Linked DNA regions of Mus musculus: region 2 is linked to region 1. Evidence: chromatin contacts called from public promoter capture Hi-C data. All regions are on one chromosome and are shown on one strand. The core of a region is the stretch at or near the end of the contact, and the rest is flanking DNA. Distances in the headings are between cores, read along the strand shown.

The links. Capture Hi-C pulls out chosen DNA fragments and counts their contacts.
Region 2: a contact with region 1 is called in a promoter capture Hi-C map of adipose tissue. The contact joins two enhancer-like sites. A contact is called at or near these places in 6 of 39 promoter capture datasets (the HPC-7 cell line, cranial neural crest, frontonasal cranial neural crest and 3 more), 1 of 15 datasets of contacts at CTCF or cohesin (the NIH/3T3 cell line), 3 of 484 Hi-C or Micro-C datasets (the HPC-7 cell line, cerebellum and cortical neurons), 4 of 115 datasets of contacts at active chromatin or transcription factors (astrocytes, embryonic limb bud, embryonic stem cells and 1 more) and 1 of 9 other capture datasets (adipose tissue).

What each region holds. Positions count from the first base shown.
Region 1 is chr17:12,413,926-12,420,936 of GRCm38.p6, reverse strand. It overlaps Plg (plasminogen), which reads right to left. Exons shown (of 19, transcript NM_008877.3): 17 at 6,653-6,759; 18 at 2,155-2,300; 19 at 1,553-1,971. The coding sequence ends at 1,810. Slc22a3 (solute carrier family 22 (organic cation transporter), member 3) reads left to right here. Exons shown (of 11, transcript NM_011395.2): 11 at 1-965. Among named protein-coding and RNA genes, the nearest start is that of Plg, 39 kb to the right of the region's middle. Within about 2 kb of position 4,231, at least 48 of the 459 cell types and tissues checked have an H3K27ac peak or open chromatin away from gene starts, as enhancers often do. A contact at or near this core is called in adipose tissue, where this site is marked.
Region 2 is chr17:12,894,083-12,900,711 of GRCm38.p6, reverse strand. Pnldc1 (poly(A)-specific ribonuclease (PARN)-like domain containing 1) reads left to right here. Exons shown (of 19, transcript NM_001034866.1): 8 at 795-871; 9 at 1,036-1,179; 10 at 3,382-3,451; 11 at 5,115-5,200; 12 at 6,297-6,352. Among named protein-coding and RNA genes, the nearest start is that of Pnldc1, 13 kb to the left of the region's middle. Within about 2 kb of position 4,986, at least 7 of the 459 cell types and tissues checked have an H3K27ac peak or open chromatin away from gene starts, as enhancers often do. A contact at or near this core is called in adipose tissue, where this site is marked.

The DNA.
Region 1 (7,011 bases), core at 2,982-5,481:
AGGTCCCAGATCCCAGGTTAGGCACAGCTCCTTAAATGCAACACAACAGAGGACCTGGCTGTGGTATTGTGAAGTCATGCTGCAGTCCCCAGGCCCCAGATATTTCACCACCTCCTTCAGAGGACCACTGTAATCACAGGCTCTTTATTGAGGAAGAAAACAAAGCACGGATTTGGATTTCCCAGGTCTTAGAATTTAAAAAGTAAAGGGATAATTATGTCATATTTGTGAATTCCGTTCCAGGGGTGCCTGTGACTGAGAGTCCAAAGCACAGACTTTTTTCATTCCATCTTCGCATTTTTGACTTGTCTTGGGAGGAAAAACAAAACAAAAAACAAAACCAAATACATTTGTTGCCACTTAATGATAAAAGTCAATTGTATTCAAACTTAAAAGAATTAGCAGCCAATTTGACTTGTAAGTGTTGGAGGAGATACTAATGAGGAACTGGACTTTTTCTTTCTTTCTTTTTTTTTTTTTTAATCAAGCCTTCTGGAGCAGAGACTCAAATGTAAACACAGTATTCTATATGGTGTGCAGTTCTTGGTTTATTTTCAAACTCGGTATGTATGTTAGGCTGACTGTGTCTTAAACTTCAAACTCAGTGTGGACAGGCAAAATTAGCATCAAAGAGAAACCTTGCCAATGTGTGTGGGGGGGTGGGGGGAGGAACTATTTCACTTGTGGAGAGCATACTATGTTTGCAACACTGGAGAAGATGTGTGTGACTGTTAGACAGATGTTTAATCATAAAGCACAGGAGAACGGAGTGTGATGCTCAGTTCCCCAACAGCCTTTGGGGTATTCATTGCCACACCCACTGTGTACACAGGCGTTTGTGGCCCGGCTGCCTGCGTGTTTCGTGGCTGTAGCACGGCTCTTGTCCACCCTGCTGCCTTTGGATTGCATTTCAAGTTGGTAGTTCTGTTTCATAACAATAAACGATTTTTAAACTGTTTTTAAAAATATCTATCCTTTCTCCTCCCTCTGAACATGTGCCACTGTCAAACACTATCCCACATAACATGTGTGTGTTGCTTACTGTCTCCAAACTGGGAAATAACATCACTTCGATGGTGGCTTGTTGCTCCTTTATGGGCTCCCAGCACTCCCTGTTCGTGGACTCGGATGTGACCTACAATACCGTTCAGACTCTCGGCTGGTCTTATATTAGGTTTCCCTCACCTAGCCTATGCCACGACTCAGCTACACATCCTGGGATCTGGGCTGAAGCCCAGTCGTCAGTACCAGAATAGAACTCAGTCCCCTGACTCCCCGTACATGCGGCAGCTTCCAATATTCTCAGTGTCAGAAAGGAAGACGTTGAAGACGTATGTCAGGCTGTCGTTAGCTGATGAGGTCAATGTACGAGGGACTCGCCAAGACTTTCAGTTCTCCTCTCGGTGACCCTATTGTCTGTTTAGTCCTTCGTGAAGCTGGCCCTTGGGAAAACAAACTGAATCACTTTCAGTCGGTTGCTTTTAAATTGTTAGGGTAAACAGAGAATATGAAAATATTGAAGACTTCCCTTCCCCAAAAAACCAACTCAGATCAAAGTAAGTATCGAGTTTATTTTCAACAAAGGTCACAGCAGTGATGGTCTATTGTCACAAAATCCAGAAGTCCACAGACAGGAAAATTTTACCCACAATAATACAAAAAAAGGGGAGGGGCTGAGGGGCGACAGGAAGCTGTGGTTCAGTGTAGTGTCCCAGTTTGATTACTGTCAGTTTTTCCAAACACCCTAAGCCCTCTCCCCATATTCAGTAAGCTTTAGTAAGCAGAGGTTTTGCTCGGCCTTCCACCTAGTCAGTTATTCCTCATCTCCCTTTCAATCCAATCAACAAACCGTGAGACACGAACGTAGACACCAGGCTTATTGGGGCGAGCACAGCCAAGACCCCAAGAAGTGACTCCTTGTAAAATGTACTTGTCCTTCTCGAAGCAAACCAGAGGTCCTCCACTGTCGCCCTAGATGAGGGAGGGAAGAGTCCATATGAGAAGTGAGCTACACCGGTATATTATGGGAGGCTATCTTTGTGTTGTCTCTCTGTGGGATTCCTCCGCAGGCCATGAGTTGTCAAATCCTCTCAGACTGAAAGTCCAAGGGGCAGAGACGTGTCAACCCAAGACCATCTCGGTCTCTTCTCTTACCTGGCAGCTGTCGACGCCACCAGCCAGTTGCCCGGCACAGAGCTCCGTGGATTTGACTCTGTTGTTCAGATACTCGACGCGGTTGCACACCTTGTTCTCAATCACAGGCAGCTGAGCCTCCTTGAGACGACCGGCACCGAAAGTCCCTGTGATGATCAGTAGAGATGCAATTAAACAGGGTGCCCAGGAAGCTTCCAGAATGACACAGCAGCAGGTATAGATCTCTCATTTGTGTGGTTGTGTGGCACAGGGAGACACTGTTAACACCTATGAGCCCTTCAAGTTGTGAGCGTTACACACCATGTTAAACAGGGTTCCCAAAACCTGCTGCAGCATTCCGGCTTCTCCATGGCATTTGCAGCTTTGCTATTTGTCCACATATTATTTCCAGTTTAAAACAAAAGACAAATACATTTGAAGAGAGGGGGCTTTAAAAGCTCAGTTGCTACTATTGTAATGTGTTCTTTTTCAGGCTTTCTATACTTTATTTACACCTATATAATACTGCTCCATTTTAAATCCCTCCCCCACCTGCTCATTATAGCATAAAGGGGGATGGGGGTAGGGCGGGCAGAGACCAACCTCAGGTGTCATTCATTCCTCAGGCACTGCCCACCTTCCTTTTGAGACAAGGACTCTCTCTGACTTAGATCTTACCACATAGGCTAGGCTGACTGTCCATCAAGCCCTAGGGACTGCCCTTGTCTCCACCTCCCCAGCACTGGGATTACAATGGGGCTACCATGTCCAGATCGTTTTACCGTACATGGGTTCTGGGGATCCAATGCTGTTTTCCACATGGACACAGCTGAGACTTCTCCATATTTTCAATGGAAAAGCCTATTTTCCAATTTGGCAAGCCCCATTTGCAAGGTAAGCAATTTACCATAAGAACAATGTGTGTGTGTGTGTGTGTGTGTGTGTGTGTGTGTGTGTGTGTGTGTGTTGGGCACCACTCCTTGAGATGATGTGTGAGCCCTAAGGATCCACATGCTTCCACCTCCCTGGAACTGGTATTACAAGTATACACCACCAGGTCCGTATTTACAGTTCTGGGGATCCAAACCAAGTCTTTATGCATATAAGGCAAAAGCTTTACCAACTGGGCCATCTCCCCAGACCTTGGGACATTTTAATAATGCCACAATCTCCCTGATAGCTGAGTGGAGAATGATTATCTAGTGGTCGTGGGGTTTTCTCTTGCCATTAGGGAAATGGTTTAGAAAGACAACGATGGTCGCTCCACACTGTAAACGGACGGCAGGCATTTCAGACTGTCCCTTTTATGTGTGGATACTAATGGCCTCCCCAAAGCCATATCTTTGACTAATCATTAACTGTTCAAGGAACAAGCTGGTAACATAGTACAATTTCATTTAATTCATCTAATTAATTCATTTACTTCTTGCACCAGTTCCAGAAAGTAGCAACTTCTATGATTCCTGATAGGCAATTAAGGAAACCAAGGCTTAGTGTGGACAGTGTTTACCTGGAACTTGGAGCTGTGGGCCCTTCCCGCCCCCACTCCCTGTTCACAAAGGCTCCACACCTCTACCTCTGCCATCTATTTTCAGCCCATGATATTTTCTTAAGTCTAAGTTCTCAGAAACAACATATACATGTTTATATTCAGGATATTTTCGAGATAGGTATGGCCAGAAAACACACCAGAAAACATCAGTCCATAACACCCTCACGAGTGTCCACGTTGAACTATTATTAAAATATTAATAATTTTTAACTAGCTAATGTAATAGGTGTAAATTGTTTTGATTCATTTTTCTAATCTATATTTCTCCAGCAATGAGAGAAAGGGAACATTTAATCCCTTACTCGATTTATGAGTTGTATCTCTTCTTTATATATTAAAAAACAAAAACAAACAAACAAAACAGAAACAAACAAACAAACAAAAAAACCCTGCTGCTTTTGTGTGCCAGACGCCAGACTGAGCCAGAACACTTGCAGCAATGCCAGAGGAAGGGCTGTTGTGCAGAGGGATCCACCCAGGACTTAGCGAGCTTGACGAGAACCCAGCTTTCCAGTTTGCAAGCCCAGCTTTCTCCAGAGTTTTGTAACACGCTTTTGCTTTGCTAGCACAGAGCAGCCAAGAAATAAAGGACAGTGCCTTCCCCTGACACTTGGACTAGACTTGTCTTAGGTTCAGAAAAATGTGTAATCTGTCTGGTGATTATAGGAGCTGGAAGAGACATGTCTTAAGGTCATGGGACCAGAAGGGATGGTGGGCATTGCTCGAACTAAGTCCAGGAGTGGAGATACATATTAGGCTGAAATTGTTCTGAGCCCTGAGGAAACCACCTCTGGGTGGTTTACAGGACGTTGTGGTCTGTGAAGATATGCTGCCATCTGGTGGCCAAAGGAGAGAAGGCATCTCTGGAGGCCTGAAGGGTACTAGTAAATGACCTAGGGGCAAAAGCCCTACTGGGGGGGGGTGGGGGGGCACCAGGCTAAGTCTAGCAGTAGTCAGGCCCCCTGAAAATCCAGGAGGACAGCAAAAACCAATCTAGAAGAATCCTCAGCCTCAACACCAGCTAGCCATTGGAGTTTGAAAATCTGAGAAAGCCTGAGGCGTGAAGTGAAGAGAGATTTACCTAGGAAGCTAAAATCGCTGATTGACTAGATGTCGTTATTGCCATCTAGTAATGGTGAGGTGGAAATGATGATGACGATGATGGTGATAAGGGTGACTGTGAATGATGGGGATGTTGGTGATGTTGATGTTGGTGATAGAGACAAGTCTAGCCACAGCGTCTGGGGAAGGGACTGTCCGTGATTTCTGGGCTGCTCTGTGCTAGCAAAGCAAAGGCATGCTACAAAACTCTGGAAAAAGCTGGGCTCAGCAGCAGCAGCTGCAGTTTGCAACTGTAACAGAAGTATGTTTACTCAGGTCTTTATGGATACGGGGAACAGAGAAAGGGGGTTCTGGTGCTCAATGGGCTACCTCCCCCTCTTACCATCCCCCCCACCCCCAAAATGCCCATGGTATGTCCAGAGCTATGTCTCCTAGTTGTCCAGTTGACAATGAAGATCAATCACAAAGTTGATTTTGGGGGTGGGGAGGCGGGGCTTAGAAGCCTTTCACTCAACATTCCAAGGGCGGCTGAGGGATCAGCTCTTGTTGTGTACGGGCGTGCGTGGGCCTTGCCCCCAACTACAGAGCAGATCATGTAGCAAAGGTCTGAGCCAGGCGGAACTGGTTCAGAAAAACGTGGCTCAGGACCAGAGTCTGAGCTTTCCCAGCCTAGGCAGGTTATTGTTCCCACTGTGGGAAAAGTGACACCCTTTATTCCCATTGAGAGAGCCAAAAGTAACCCAACATCTGTAGCCACGATCCTCGTGTGACCTGAATGACTCCCAGATGGTGGCTGGATAGAGCCCGAGGTCCCAGGCCAGCACTAGAGAGGTCTGACTTTCTTGATCACTAGAAATTTCTCTCCTTCTGCTTAAATCAATTGGAGTTGGGTTTTCTCTCATTGCTTCTCCCACCACAGCCCTACAGCAGGCCTCCAGCCTAGGAGACCACTAGGGAGATCTCCCTAACTGTCCACAGCTGGTGAGCGGGAAGCGGGGCTCCTCCCCAGGTCTCTGCAGCCAGCCTCTGCTTTTCCTGCTGTACCTTCCTCCACACACACACACACCCGCACCCCTCCCCCCACCCCTCCCCCGTCTCTGAACATCAGGCTCCTCGTCTGCACATAGGAACAACATCTAACTCCCATGAGTTTGTAGCACACAGGTTTTTTTCTTTAAATGCAAACCACTTAAGGACGACCTAGCACTTCCATGGGTAAAACATCAGTTTCCAAGGTTCCAAAGTTCCTGTTCCAGGACCTCAATGCTGCAGAATCAGAAGTGTGGGAAAAGGAGACAGGAAATCAGGGAAATGGGAGAAGCCAAGTTTGGAATGATCAAGCCTAGCCATTGTGTGTGTGTGTGTGTGTGTGTGTGTGTGTGTGTGTGTGTGTGTTCCACAAAATCGTTCTTTGAAAGAGAGTCCCCAAAGTAAATACAGATTGTGATGGGGAAGCCCGCACAGAGCTCTCTTCCTGCCCCGTCAGCTGTACCAGGACACCTGGGGCCTCTCTCCCCCTCCCAGTTGTCAGCTTATCCCATACTAATGGCCTCTCACACATATTAACTATAATGAGTATTTGGAAAGACTGGTTTAGCTACAGTTTATGTTGTGATTCTGTTTTTGAGAACGTAAAATAGTAAAGTCACATGATTAAGTCGAGGCTAATCTGTGGATTGTGCCGAAGCCCTCTCCCCTGGGCAAAAGGCAACAGTGGGCCAGAAGAGTCTAAGGGACACTCCCTGGCATCCTCCTCAAGTCTTGGTGACCGATCATGGAGATGTAGCAAGTGCCCAGACAAATCTAGAAAGGGGCTGGGCCACATTCACAGGCAGGACTTGCTACAACTCACTCTGAACGGTTCCTTTTGCCGTACAGTCTGTAGTCAAGGCCAGTTTGTCTCACCTTGAGTCTCTCCCCAGCCGGTGATGTAACATATTGTCCGGTCAGCAACCATGTAATTTGGAGATGGCAGACAAGCTGGAATGACTTTATCCGTGATGGTGGCTGGGCTGAAAGGAGTATATCAAATGTTGCGTCAACTGCTCTGCAGGAGACCCCCACCCTTCACCTGCAGATCACCCACAGCCGAGTGTACCCTCCTCTGTGTCCCAGCATTCCTCAGGCTGGTATCTCTTTACTTCACTGACATAGAACAGTATAGAAAACCCTTCATTCTCACAGTACTCTACAATGTCCTACAAGCTAAAGAATCCATTGTATGGGAGGGGATGTATGTTTGTTCGCATGTGTCCATGCAGGAA
Region 2 (6,629 bases), core at 3,737-6,236, 480 kb before region 1:
GCCACCATGTGGGTGCTGGGAACAGAACCCAGGTCTTCTGCAAGGGCAACAACTGCTCTTAACCATTGAGCTGACTCTCCAGCCTCTCTCTTTTATTTGATTTCTTTAGACAGATCTTACTGTGTAGCCTTGGCTGGCCTGGAACTTATTTTTTATTTTTCTGGTTTTAGAGCTTTATTGTAGGAAGGTAGGGAGAAAGAGAGAAGGTAGAAAGAGGGAGGCCGTCCATGGCCACGTGGGGGTTGGGGGAAGGGAGAGAGAGGAAGGCTAGAGATGAGAGTAAGGAAGGTGAAAGCTTAAACAGGGCCTGGAACTTTTTATACAGACCAGGCTGGCCTCAAAATCAAATCTAGTTGCCTCTGCTCCAGAGTGCTAGGAGCAAAGGCACGCAACCACCATACCCAATTTACTAAATATTTTTATTTGAGAAACCAGTTATTTTTCTTAAAATGTTATTTTTAACTTTTTTTTGCTATGGAAGTGTAACTCTAAGTTGTAATTCGTATCAGTTCCTAACAGGGTTAATATCATCAGCCGCAAACTACAGAAACAGCCACACGAGTGCCCCCAACTGAAGAGCATCCTTGAGATCCAGCCCTTAGAGGTTGTGTTCCTAGAACATCCCAGCAGGCACACGTGGACATAGGCTCGGGCACCCGGGAAGCAGGCTTCCGGTGCAGCCCACTGGTCACAGGCTCAGAGCATCTATTCCTTGCAGACTTCTCCCGCGGCGAAGGAAAGGAGAGTTTGGTAGTGTTCAGGTTCTGTGTATGCCTTGTGCTTCCTTGCTGCAGGGTTCCAAGCCTTTGAGGTCCAACTGGTGCTGAGGCAGGCCCTCCCCAACATCTGGACAGTGCTGAAAGAGGAGTGGGTGAGTCCCTGCCTAGGTGTATGTCCTTAGTGCCCCCAGCTGAATCTGGCCTCCGAGAGGCTTCTGTTTCCTGTTTCTCTCTGTGGTAAAGACACATATGCTGCTTTCCAGCTGCATTGCCAGGCTCCCGCTCAGAGCACGCGTGTCTCTCTTCGCTGCTGCAGGTGATTGTGAAGAAGGTGAGCCAGCCACAACGCTGGTACCTTGAGCACGCCTCTTGTGACCAAGTCAGCTGTTGGAAGGAACAGATTCTTCTCTCTGCAAGAGGCTTCTCTGTCTTTTTCCAGATGTTGGTGAAAGCCCAGAAGGTAGGGAACAGCCCTTCTCTTGTTTCTGCTTGGCCTTTCCATCATCTTTTGTATTTCTAGCAGTGGAGTTTGAAAGCCGCTCTGCTAATAAAGTTATCTTTCTTCACTTGACCTAAAGCCAAGAAGTGATTAGAGATTTTTTTTTTTAAGTGATTCTTGGGGGCTGGAGAGATGGCTCAGTGGCTCAGGGCACTTGCTTTTGCGGAGGACTGAGGTCTGGTTCCCAGCACCCGCAGGGCCTCCCCAGCCATCTGTAACTCCAGTGGATCTGACTGGCTGTGGACACCAGGCAGACATGATATATAGACATACGTGCAGCCCAAGCACCTATATAACAAAATAAGTGACAGGTACATTTTTTTTTTTTTTTTTTTTTGGTTTTTCGAGACAGGGTTTCTCTGTGTAGCCCTGGCTGTCCTGGAACTCACTTTGTAGACCAGGCTGGCCTTGAACTCAGAAATCCGCCTGCCTCTGCCTCCCAAGTGCTGGGATTAAAGCCGTGCGCCACCACGCCCGGCTGACAGGTACATTTTTAAGGTGACTCTTTGTCTTTGGCAAATTGCTTCTGGCTTCGTGGGCATAGCCTTGCTTTTTCTGTGGTTGGTTAGTTTGAGGGGAGACAGTGCCTGAGATTCTCCTGTGTCTTTGTTCCTTGCAGCAGCATGGGAATTTTAACAGCAACGACCTAAAATTGCTTAGAGAAACTGTGTGCCTCACAGATTCCCAGTGTGGACCCTGCCTCAGGGTCCCTTCTGTTCATTCACCTCCCCTCTCCCCCTCTCCTCCCCTCTCTGTCTCCCTGCTCTATTCCCTCCCTCCATCTTTCTCCTCCCCTCTCTGTCTCCCTGCTCTATTCCCTCCCTCCATCTTTCTCCTCCCCTCTCTGTCTGTCTCCCTGCTCTATTCCCTCCCTCCATCTTTCTCCTCCCCTCTCTGTCTGTCTCCCCGCTCTATTCCCTCCCTCCATCTTTCTCCTCCCCTCTCTGTCTGTCTCCCCGCTCTATTCCCTCCCTCCATCTTTCTCCTCCCCCTCTCTGTCTGTCTCCCCGCTCTATTCCCTCCCTCCATCTTTCTCCTCCCCTCTCTGTCTGTCTCCCCGCTCTATTCCCTCCCTCCATCTTTCTCCTCCCCCTCTCTGTCTGTCTCCCGCTCTATTCCCTCCCTCCATCTTTCTCCTCCCCTCTCTGTCTGTCTCCCTGCTCTATTCCCTCCCTCCATCTTTCTCCTCCCCTCTCTGTCTGTCTCCCTGCTCTATTCCCTCCCTCCATCTTTCTCCTCCCCTCTCTGTCTGTCTCCCTGCTCTATTCCCTCCCTCCATCTTTCTCCTCCCCTCTCTGTCTGTCTCCCTGCTCTATTCCCTCCCTCCATCTTTCTCCCCCCCCCCTCTGTCTGTCTCCCTGCACTATTCCCTCCCTCCATCTTTCTCCTCCCCCTCCCTGTTTCCTTCCCTCTTTCCACCCCAGAGTCCCATTACCTTGTGTGGGAGCTGAAAGACACTGAAGGTGGATTTTATCAAGTATTGTGGGAAATATTTTTAAAAAATGAACCTGTTAACTCCCAGCGGGGCCAGGCCACACTCCTGCGCTCCTGCCACCACCACCAACTCTCTAGAGCTAGCCCCTGCACCAGGTGATCACACTCGCTCAGTCTCTTGGCCTGCCAACTTGCCAACCCTGTAAGGCCACATGGCTCCCACTGGGCCATCTCTTGGATGCCCCACCCCACCCCCCGAGTTCCTCTCGCTTTCATGCAACATCCCATGCACCCCTGGTTAGCCATCTCAACACCTAATTACTGGGTAGAATCAAGACTCTTAACCAGTCAGATTTATGTATCAATAATAACACAATTTAGAAGATGCCAATACAATAATTTCAGAGCCAAATGGTAATGATAAAGCCAATTATTCTAACCTTTTGATAGCACCACGTCAGCCTCCATTCTGGTTCTCTCACTCCTCCTCAGACCACACTTTCTGTCGCTTCAAAACCTCTCTGATCCTCCCTTCTCCTGTCCAACCACAAGCTTCCCACTGCCCTAATGTGATTGGACAGGGAAAATCCCGCAACAATCAAGTGATCTAAAACTATATTCTTTATTGGAAAAAAAAAAACAAAAACAAAAACAAAACCTGCTTTAGAGCAAGTTTCGGCCCTGATTTTTAGAATTCCTTTCTCTCACCTGTTGCTTTTCTCCAAGTAGCCCTTGGTAGGACATAACATGATGATGGACCTACTGCATCTCCATGAGAAGTTCTTCCGACCTCTTCCAGGTAGGGGTGAAGCCGGGTTCTTCTTCTGGCCTCAGGTCTGTGTCTGTACCACCTTCTGAGAGAGAGCAGGGAGCTGTCCTCAGGGAGCCTGAATCTGATTACATAACCTCCTCCTGTGACTGGCCCATGGTGTGACCTTGGGCAAGGTCACAAATGTATGAAGGAAAGAACCCACCTTTCATTGCTTGACACTTTGGATTTCCTCCCTTGTTTTGAGTCTTTACATACTTGTGTAGGCTGTGTATTTCATCTTTTTTTTTTTTATTAATTTATTTATTTATTACATGTAAGTACACTGTAGCTGTCTTCAGACCCTCCAGAAGAGGGAGTCAGATCTCATTACGGATGGTTGTGAGCCACCATGTGGTTGCTGGGATTTGAACTTCGGACCTTCGGAAGAGCAGTCGGGTGCTCTTACCCACTGAGCCATCTCACCAGCCCCTGTGTATTTCATCTTAAGGTTGGCTTTTCCTCCTCATGCATTAGAGACCTAACGGAGGTCTAGATGTTTCAGGGACTGCCTTGGCTCCTGTCTGGTGGCCGTGCTCCGTTCCACACCTGAGTCTGTCCTTGGACAAATGGCAGTACGGCAGAGTGGGTTGTGTGTGTGTGTGTGTGTGTGTGTGTGTGTGTGTGTATGTGTATGTGTGTGTGTGTGTATGTGTGTGTGTGTGACCTTCAGCTGGTGCCTTTGCCTTCTCTGCTTACCTATGAGGTGAGATGGGCAGAAGCGACCTCAGCTTGGTGGCAGGCACAAGAGGGTTCACAGAGATGTGGTAGGCACTAGACGGGAAGGGACAGGAAGCTCCAGGAGGGTGCTCTGTAAAACAGGACTGGACAGAATAGCTGCGTTTGAGCATATTGGAAGAATTAGAGGCAATGATTAAGGTACACACAAAAACTCGAGCAAACAGAGAAAACAGTCAGTGGGAGAGGAGAAGTGAGGCAGATAGGGAAGTTCCCGCAGCGGGTGGGCTCCCTGTGGCCCTGGGGGCTGTAACTGTGGAGAGGACCCGTGGGAGATGTGAGCAGTGGGCAGCTGGGAGGAGGAGAAGGAGGAGGTCAGGACTGTTTCACAAGTCCACAGCTGTCGCAGTACACCGTGAGCTGGACGCAAGGACCCCCGGGAGAGGCCCTGGCAGGTGTTCTGTCGGGGTGGGCCAGGGAGTATGGTGGAGAATCCTGGGGCTTCTTGCTTGGGGGTTGTGGTGAGGTTTTGTGTGCAGTAAACTTCAGTATCTAGGTGCAGTGTAATTGCACAGAGTATAACCTATTAAGTGTCTATTAAAAACCCCTTTCTTACCAGAGTGCTTTACTTAGTTATAAGGTATTCAGTTGAATTGTCTTGGATTGTTATCTGCATAGCCATTTATTACTTATGTGTGTCTTCCTGAGCTCCTGGGGTGGTGTTAGCTGATGACCACAGTGCACTGGGCCTTGAGTTTGGTGGGAAGCCATGTAACCTTTACCATAGAAAGTGGCAGTGGCCTCGTGGCTGGAGAGCCAAAGTCCTCCATGAGGATTAGAAATATTTCTAGTTTGTGTCTTGTTCTCGCTGCTTTACTGGTTGGCACTGGGCAGCGGCAAGGCGGACTGGAGGCTGGCTCCATGTGCTTCCACTAACCCACAAATTCACGTGTCCCGTTTGGACCTTCCCCCTCAGAAAGCTATGATCAGTTTAAGCAGAACATCCATAGCCTGTTTCCTGTCCTCATTGACACTAAGAACGTGACAAAGGACATCTGGAAGGTAAGGAGTGGCTTGCTTTGGGGTAGGGTGTTGAATTTCATACTTGTGACACTTTTCAATGGATTTTCACATATTCCAAGCCCCAGTTGTGATGTATTTGTAGGTAAATAGTGTAGTTTTCATTGGACAATAGAGCAATAATTCTGTGGGCATTTTATTCTGTTTCGGTTTTTAGGATAGGGTCTTGCTAGGTAACCTAGGCTGACCTTGAACTCACAACAGCCCCCACTCCTCCCACCCCCACCCCACCCTCGGCCACCTCAGCCTTCCACATCCTAGGATTAAAGGTATACACTATCATGCATGGTCCAAACAGTTTATTTTAGAGCTTACTACATATTTTATAAACCTATGAGGGATTCCCAGAAAGTATTATTCTAGAGGATAAGGCGCCCCTTGTAAAGTCTGGAGAAAACCCCGTTGTCAAGCACTGAAGTCATGGGTTCTCTGACAGAGTTAGAATCTCAGGAGAGGTTGCAAACTGATCCTGGCTCCACTGTCCACTTTATGCGTGGTCCAGAGTGGGGGCAGGCGATATTCCAAAAGCTCCCCAGGTGACTGTCCTATAGCCCAGGCCACACACAACGTGTAGAAAAGGGAAGCATTGGGTTACTTTAAATGCTTTTAGGAATTAAACAGAATAACAGCGCAAGGGGAACCCATCAGGGGTTTAAAGCCGCAGGTTCAAGTGGGCCATCCGAGGAGGGGCAGCAGAACTCGGAAGGAAGGGGCTCCTCAGAGCATTTCTGCCCAGAAGAGGCCTTGGGTGTTTGATCTTGGGACTTAGTAATCTGACGTTGCCCCAAGGCCTCTGCTCCCCAGAAAACCAGCTATTCTGCAGATAGAGCCCCGCCTTAGCCCAGAGTCTCAGATTCCTGTGTTCACATACTTCCTAAACAGAAGGTGTGAGTTCTGTGGCTGACACTGACCTCTACCAGGGTCACTGGGACGTCTTCTGTGATGCCCCCAGAGTCCTGCTCTCCTGACCCTGGGATGGTGTCAAGGCCAGCATTTGCCAGGTCCATGTAGTGACCCTTTGCGAGGCCTGCAGCAGATGGTGACCCCAAGCACAGTGCTCCGTTCTTCATGATTGCAGGAACTGCGTTTCCCACGGGTCTCCAACCTCTTGGAAGTGTACGAAGTGCTGAGCAGGTGAGGAAGGTGTTTCTAGAGCAAGGCCTGCAGCCTCAGCTGCCCTCTCTCTGATTTTAACTTATTCCAAGCCCCCTGGTTTTGATATCTTTGTATGTAATTGGCATGCTTTTCACTAGAGAGCAAAATAATAATTTTGTGGACCTGCTCCCTAGAACACAGCTGCTTGGACCTAACGTCCCTCCACCCAGCTCCTCATGCCTCTGTCTTGACCCCACTTCTGAAAAAACAAAAAATAAAAAAATCCCCTCAGAGGTCAAGGTCTGAGCCTGCTGCC